2 separate regions of the Canis lupus genome follow, and region 2 is linked to region 1. Evidence: chromatin contacts called from public Hi-C data. All regions are on one chromosome and are shown on one strand. The core of a region is the stretch at or near the end of the contact, and the rest is flanking DNA. Distances in the headings are between cores, read along the strand shown. Region 1 holds the start of SP100 (nuclear autoantigen Sp-100). Region 2 overlaps LOC100686622 (nuclear body protein SP140-like protein).

Evidence for each region. Hi-C and Micro-C count contacts between places; a contact is called where the count stands out from the background.
Region 2: a Hi-C map of blood shows a contact between it and region 1, with 4 times the contacts expected there. The contact joins the enhancer-like site here to the promoter of SP100 in region 1. A contact is called at or near these places in 5 of 9 Hi-C or Micro-C datasets (amygdala, blood, liver and 1 more).

What each region holds. Positions count from the first base shown.
Region 1 is chr25:42,720,412-42,723,776 of UU_Cfam_GSD_1.0, forward strand. SP100 (nuclear autoantigen Sp-100) reads left to right here and starts at 1,746. Exons shown (of 29, transcript XM_038574098.1): 1 at 1,746-1,903. The coding sequence starts at 1,872.
Region 2 is chr25:42,856,452-42,859,893 of UU_Cfam_GSD_1.0, forward strand. The region is part of intron 1 of LOC100686622 (nuclear body protein SP140-like protein); the gene reads right to left. Among named protein-coding and RNA genes, the nearest start is that of CAB39, 44 kb to the right of the region's middle. Within about 2 kb of position 1,955, at least 2 of the 20 cell types and tissues checked have an H3K27ac peak or open chromatin away from gene starts, as enhancers often do. A contact at or near this core is called in blood, where this site is marked.

The sequences.
Region 1 (3,365 bases), core at 496-2,995:
GCTGCTTCTTCTTGCCCTTGAGTTCCCAGGGACAAACCTCTGGTCCCCACAGGGGTCTCCCAGATTGAAAACAGCCCCACTATGGAAGTCTGATCAGAAGCAGCTCCTGGGGACACTCACAGAGCCCGTCCCCTTGGTGGGTCCTTTGCCTGGTGGTCCCTCCTCAGCGTGGCCTCTCCCACCTCCAGGCCTCCAGGTCCAGCACTTGGGCTCCTTCCAGGACAGAGACAGTGGACCCTGGTGTTACTACTATTCCTTGAAGCTGCAAGAACTGCCCCAGGTGCTTCCTTGTTTCCTGCAAATCAGGCCAGTGGAATTTTCAGGAGTTCCATCTACTTCTCAGGCTGGTTCTTTCTCTTTGCTAAGCCGGTGGGCCTGGCATTTTCTGGATCACAGAAACTTCACTTTCTTCAAGAGACCTCCAGATTCCTCAGGAACCACAGCAGCTTCTGCAGAGGTGGGGCTCGCCCAGCTTCCTCTGGCCCCATAGGAATGGCTCCAACCCTCCTTCAGGCCAGGAGCAGCCAAAGGTGGCACGGCCAACCCCACGAGGGCCACCCGCGGGTGCCCCCACCCCGCCAGCTGCCTATCTCAGCAACCCTATGCAGACCCACTGAAGAGCTGGCACGTTTATGACAACATCTGGCACGGTGGTGGCCTGGCTCAGGCTGCTGCCCAGGGACAGAGAAGGAGAGAGGCAGGGGACACTAGAAAAGGCTGGTGTCATCTGTGTCGGGCCTTGTCTGGGCCACATATCCCATGGAGGCCCAACAGTGGCTCAGCTTACTAGTCCTTCTAGTCATGAGAGGGAGGGAGAGAGGGGCAGAGAGACCCGCGCCCCATGGGTAAGGATGTCCTTATCAGCATCCTGGAATCCTCGCCAGGCTGATGTTGGCGCCTTTGTGGGGAAAGACAGGATATCTAAGGAAAGAGGGTGGAAACCTCCTTCCCCTGCAGTTTCAAGTGTAATTGAGTCAAGCTTTGTGGAATGAGCACTCGGAATCCCAGTGAGAAATCCATGGACAGACAGGACTCGGAGGCAGAGGTCACCCTCCCCACTGGGCTCACCTGCCCATTTGCTTCCCGGTCTTCTCAGTTCCAGCCTCCTCCATCCAAGGGAGGAAGCCTGCCCTGCTCAGCATTCCCAGGACTCCTTTTCGGGTGTCTCATCATCCCTGGGGTCAGGGTACCTTAAACTCATGTGCTGGAGATGTTAACCAACGTCACCCCCTTGGCTGTGGCCTTGCAGACTTCTCTCTTAACCTGCAGTGGAGTTCTAGGAACAGTAAGAACATTTCCCCAGGTATATGATGCTGAGCGTTTGGGCTCCCTGCAGCCCCGTGTTCCCATGCTGGGACCTTACCCAGTGCAGGCTCTCCCACAGGAAGGGAGAAGACAAGAATCTTCCGACTCTCCCTCCTTTCGCCCCCCAGCCATGTCAGCCAGGGGAAGGGACAAACACTAAGCTCCCCACTGCCCACCCCATTACACTCAGAAGCCCTTTTAGACAGAAAGGCAGGAGCACTTGAGGACACACAGATGTTTCTGTGTCCAACAAGTGGACCCCAGGGACTGGCCCCGGCCTCTCCAGGCCCTGAGGAGTCCCTCCTCGCCCTCTATGCCTGCTGGCACAAGTCTTGGGGCCTGAGAACCATGGAGGAGCTGCAGGAAGGAAACCCTATCTGCCCAGCAAAAGAGAGATACTTTCACTTCTCTTTTCCCAACCTGGGCGGAGCTCTGTGTGCCTGAGTCAATTCACAAACTTCCTGCTCTGGGCTTAGCAGCCACCGTGAACCAGGCCGCCCCAAAGCAGGGTCCGAAGGCCATACTTGAGGCCCAGGCGGGGGCCCAGGGGGGCCCAGAGTGGAAACATGGCCGATGGGGAAAGAGACCTCAGTTCCAGGTCAGTCTTGATCTCTTTCCCTCTCATCCCTCCCTCTTTCTGGCTGGGGGCTGCTTCACTGTCTTTCTAAAGAGTCCAAAGTTGAGACCCTAAAACAAAATCTGGACTTTAGACCCGGTCTACAAGAATGCTGGCTTGCGGTATAATAAAGTGCTGGAAGAGGTCATGAGGGAATCAGGGGCTGGGGTCAGCTCACGACCACGCCACACGCAGGACTTTCTGGTTTTGCAACGCTGCTCAGCTGGAGGCCCTCTCCTCTCTGAGGCTTGCCAGAGGGATTTGTTGTCTCCTCCTCATGACCTCTGAACTTTCTACTTTCCCTCAGGCCTCCTCTACCTTCGTGAGTCACTTCAGAAAAGGTCACATTGAGAAAATAGGCCGTGCAGAGTAAACACACTTGACTTCTGCTCAAACGCTGGGTGCTGTGGTCTCAACACCTGTCCTGTGAACGGGCCTCCATCATCGGCTCGGGCCCTGCTTCTATCTCTGGCTGGGGGTCTGGGTTTTTCCTCATCATCTTGACCAAAGGAAGTAAAGAAAAGAGAAAGGCTCCTGACCACCAAAGTATGTAGCGCAGGCTCAGGATTTTTATCTTTACTACGATTTTTTGTTGTTCTGGAAGGGGGTGGAAAGCCTATCTAGTTCTCTAGTGATGGGTCAGAGATAATATTACTATTTTGATCAATTTATTGTTTAATAGAAAAGAAATACATTATATATTCTTGCTCAGCAAATTGTATTTTTTTTTCTCAGCAAATTTTAAACAAAATGGAAATTATATAGAGGGAAAAACATCCTGTTTACCACCTACCCCGCCACCACTTCTAACCTGGGTCCTATTAAGTGTTTCCGGCATAAACTTTCAGATCTTTTTCTGTGCATTTATAGGTGTAGCTTATTTCCCTAAATAAGCACTTTGTGCCTTGGCTTTTTTTTTTTTTTTAATAAATGGGATTATATTGTATATGCTATTTTACATTTTTCATTTTATCTTATTTTAATAGTGAAAATTCTAGAGATCACCTTAATATATGTCTACTTCATTCTTTTTAAGAGCCACATGCTTTTCCATAGAATAGATACACCACAATTTTTAAGTCATCCTGCAGTGTCCATTGACGGACATTTAGGTCATCTTCAGTTGTTCACTTTGTCAAGAAACTATGATATGAATCATCGATTTCCTTATATTTGTGTACATTTACAAGTATTTGTCTCATGTCAGCAACCAAAAAAAGTAGAATCGGGGAGGCAAAGGTTACTAATATTTACTTGTTTATGCATCCTGCTCGATTGCTTTTCTAAGTAGCTGAATCAGTATGTTCAGATGGATAAGCCATCTCCCCACACCCAAACTTTCCAAAGATGGTAGTTAAAGAGTTGCATCTTGTTTTAGTGTGCATTTTCCGGATCCCATGGGATGTTGGACAATGTTTCTGGTTTCTTGGCCATTTGCTTCTTC
Region 2 (3,442 bases), core at 705-3,204, 140 kb after region 1:
TATGGTTGTTTACTCATCATCCATTCCTCTTTTCCTAACAACACCCAGATTTTCATTTCTGCCGCTAACTGCATACTGCAGGGGACGGGACCTACTCCAATGCCAGGTCAGACCCTGGTTGGATTAGCCAATCAGCATCTTCCATTACCTCACCCGTGAGACTGTTAAGGGAGGGGGGGTTGTATCTTAAATTGGGCCAGAGTGACTTTCAGAACTTCCCCTTAAAATGGTGGGACAGAGGGATCTCCAGAGAAGGATGTAAACTACTAGATGTGAACCAAAAACCATGCAACCTGAACTGCATCTGATACCCGCCACCTTCAGAAGCAGCAGAGCTGAGAAAGGCAAACACCCTGGGTTCTTGGAGATATCTTTAAAGCCCTGGTTCAGTCTGCCCTGAAATATACCAGTCTTACAGTTAAAGGCTTTATAGTTTAAGCCTTGGATTTTGCATTCCTTGCAACCCAAAGCTTCCTAGCTTTCAAGCTGGCATCGCAAGGCATATACACCACTTCCAACCAGTGCAAGGGGCTTTCAAAGGACTTCTTGGAGAGCTAGACATGAAGGACACAGGGCTGGAATCACACTTGCAGAGTCTAAAGGCTGGAGGCTGTGTCTAAAACTCACCCTGTGAGTTGTAGGAAGCTAGCAGCTGACAGGAAAAAAAAAAAAAAAAAAAAAAGTAGCTATCTCTATGATGGGAATGCCTGCACTTAGAGAGCCTGATGGACAAGGATGGATGCTCATCTCCCAATGGCCAGAGGTGGGCTTGCTGTAGGGAGCCCTAACAGGTCTTCTCGAGGGAGGCTTTGCCCAAGAGACCCATATGGAAGGACAGCAGAGGGATGAATTAGAAAGCAGAGAAGGGAGTCTTTCATTGGTAATCAGTTGGCCGGCAAGAGGAGACATCAGCCACTTCAAGGGAACTGCAGGAGCAAGATATCCCAAAATAGTAGGACCCCTCCCAAATCCCCCTGAAATGCTCCCTGAGAAAATAATCTAGTACCTGGGCATCTGCCGCATGCAGAGAAAACACCAGGGTGCAATTACAAAGGAACAGGTTAGGCAAAGCCTCTCCTGCCCCTTCCTCTCCGGCCCTGCCACTGCAGCTCTGCAGAAACTGAAAAGGGCAGATAGTAAAAGAGGAAAATGAGTGATTAGGAAGGAAAAGCAATCAGATCACTTTCCTGTTGGTCCTCAGACTAAGTAAGGCCCCAGCTAATGTCAGGGAGAGGATTTAAGTGCAATAAAATATCAAATATTAGAGCAGATGAGATCTATTTGATTAAAAATTCTTTTCTAGTGACTAAAGGGCCCAGAAAAAATATGAACCCTCCTCAGATTTTAAGTAGTTTTAACAGACACAGTCATACCCACCCCATGTGGCCTTAATTCTAGGCAAGGAGGCCACGTATTGCTAATACCTGAAGTTCTGGCTGAGCGCTTCTATCTGGCAGAGGAGGGCACCCAAACTTCAAGCAAGGCAAACTAGAAATGCTACAGAGCTCAGGGCCTGGAAACAATCCTCAACCAATGAGGAGCAGGTGTCTGTAGGGTCAGGACGCAGCTTCCTGCACTATATGGCCTGAAAACTCCCTCTTCATTGGCTGGTTCACTTTTCTATCTCACTTTCTCACTACTCCTACTCACGGGATTGCCTCCATAAAAATTACTTGATCTCAAATTCATGTCTGCTTCTAGGGACACCCAAACCAAAACACCAAGAAAAGATACGGTGATTTCAAAAAGCAGGTTGGAGGTGACATTAGGAAACAAAAAGATTGGTTTCTTACTGCTTGTCCATTCAACAGATCAATCACACCGGTATTTGGGGTGTGATTCATCATGAAGTTTCCTGCCTAAAACCTGGGGACAGGAGGCAGTGCGGTTTTCCATTGTCTTCTACATACTCATCACGTCTTGAAACTGAATCTGCATAGAGTCAGATGCTAATCACATAGCTCTTCTGACTTCTTCCTGCCTGGTGAATTTTCCACTTCCTCCCATGGTGCCCTCGGAGTGAGATGAGTTGTTCATGGGGGCAGAGCTCCTATGATGCACAGGTTCATCAAGTTGCGGTTGGTGGCTGATTTATGTCAGGGTAGCTAGCTCCCAACAGCCCAATAGCCTTACTTTGTTCTTCCATCTTCTTATCAAAGTGTAATTTACATATACAGTAAAATTCGAACATTTTCTTTTTTTTTTCTTTTTTTTTTTTTTAATTTTTATTTATTTATGGTAGTCACGGAGAGAGAGTGAGAGAGGCAGAGACACAGGCAGAGGGAGAAGCAGGCTCCATGCACCGGGAGCCCGACGTGGGATTCGATCCCGGGTCTCCAGGATCGCGCCCTGGGCCAAAGGCAGGCGCCAAACCGCTGCGCCACCCAGGGATCCCTCGAACATTTTCATCTATAGTTCTGATGCTTCTTTTTGTTTTTTTAAATAAATTTTGTTGTGAAGTATAATTCATAGATTAAAAGAGTATAAAACATAAATATAGAGCTAGATAAACTGCCACAAAGAGGACACAAGTTCATATAACTACTACCAACATCAAGATATACCATCACACTTATTGTTTTAACCTTCACATTTAGGATGACAATTTATTATTGTATAGGGTGTGAGGAAGGGGTCAAGATTACTTTGTTACATACGGATGTTTAATTGATCTGTATCACTTATTGAAAAAAACATTATTTCCTTACTGACTTGCCATGGAGTGAGTCCAGGTACCATATATGTCAGGGAAGTTTCTTGACTCTTTGCTATTCCATCAGCCTATTTGCCCATTCTTGCATCCAATATTATATTGTAATTACTGTACCTTTATAGTAAGTCTCAAAATCAGGTAATCTAAGTCCTCCAGCTTTGTTTGTATTCAGAATCGCTTTGGTTATTCTAAATTATTTTAATCTCCATATGAATTTCAGAATCATTTTCTCAATTACCACAAAGCAACCAGCTAGTATTTTTACTGGAACTGCCCTAAATTGGTAGGTGAGTTTAGGAAGAACGGGCAAATTAAGTTCTTAATAATACTTAATCTTTTAATCCATAAACAAGGTGGAGATCTTCACTTATTTTGTTCTTTTTTTTTTAAGACTTTATTTATTCATGGTGAGAGAGAGAATGTGTGGGTGAGAGAAGCAGACTCCCCACTGAGCAGGGAACTCCATGCTCAGTGGTGAGGTCTTGATCCTAGGACCCAGAGATCATGACCAGAGCTGAAGACAGATGCCCAACCAACTGAGCCACGCAAGCACCCCTATTTTATCCTTTTTTAAATTCTCTCAGTAATGTTCAAAGTATTTGCTACAGCAATAGCAACACTGTGGAAGGAGCCTCGGTGTCCATCGAAAGATGAATGGATAAAGAAGATGTGGTCTATGTATACAATGGAATATTCCTCAGCCATTAGAAACGACAAATACCCACCATT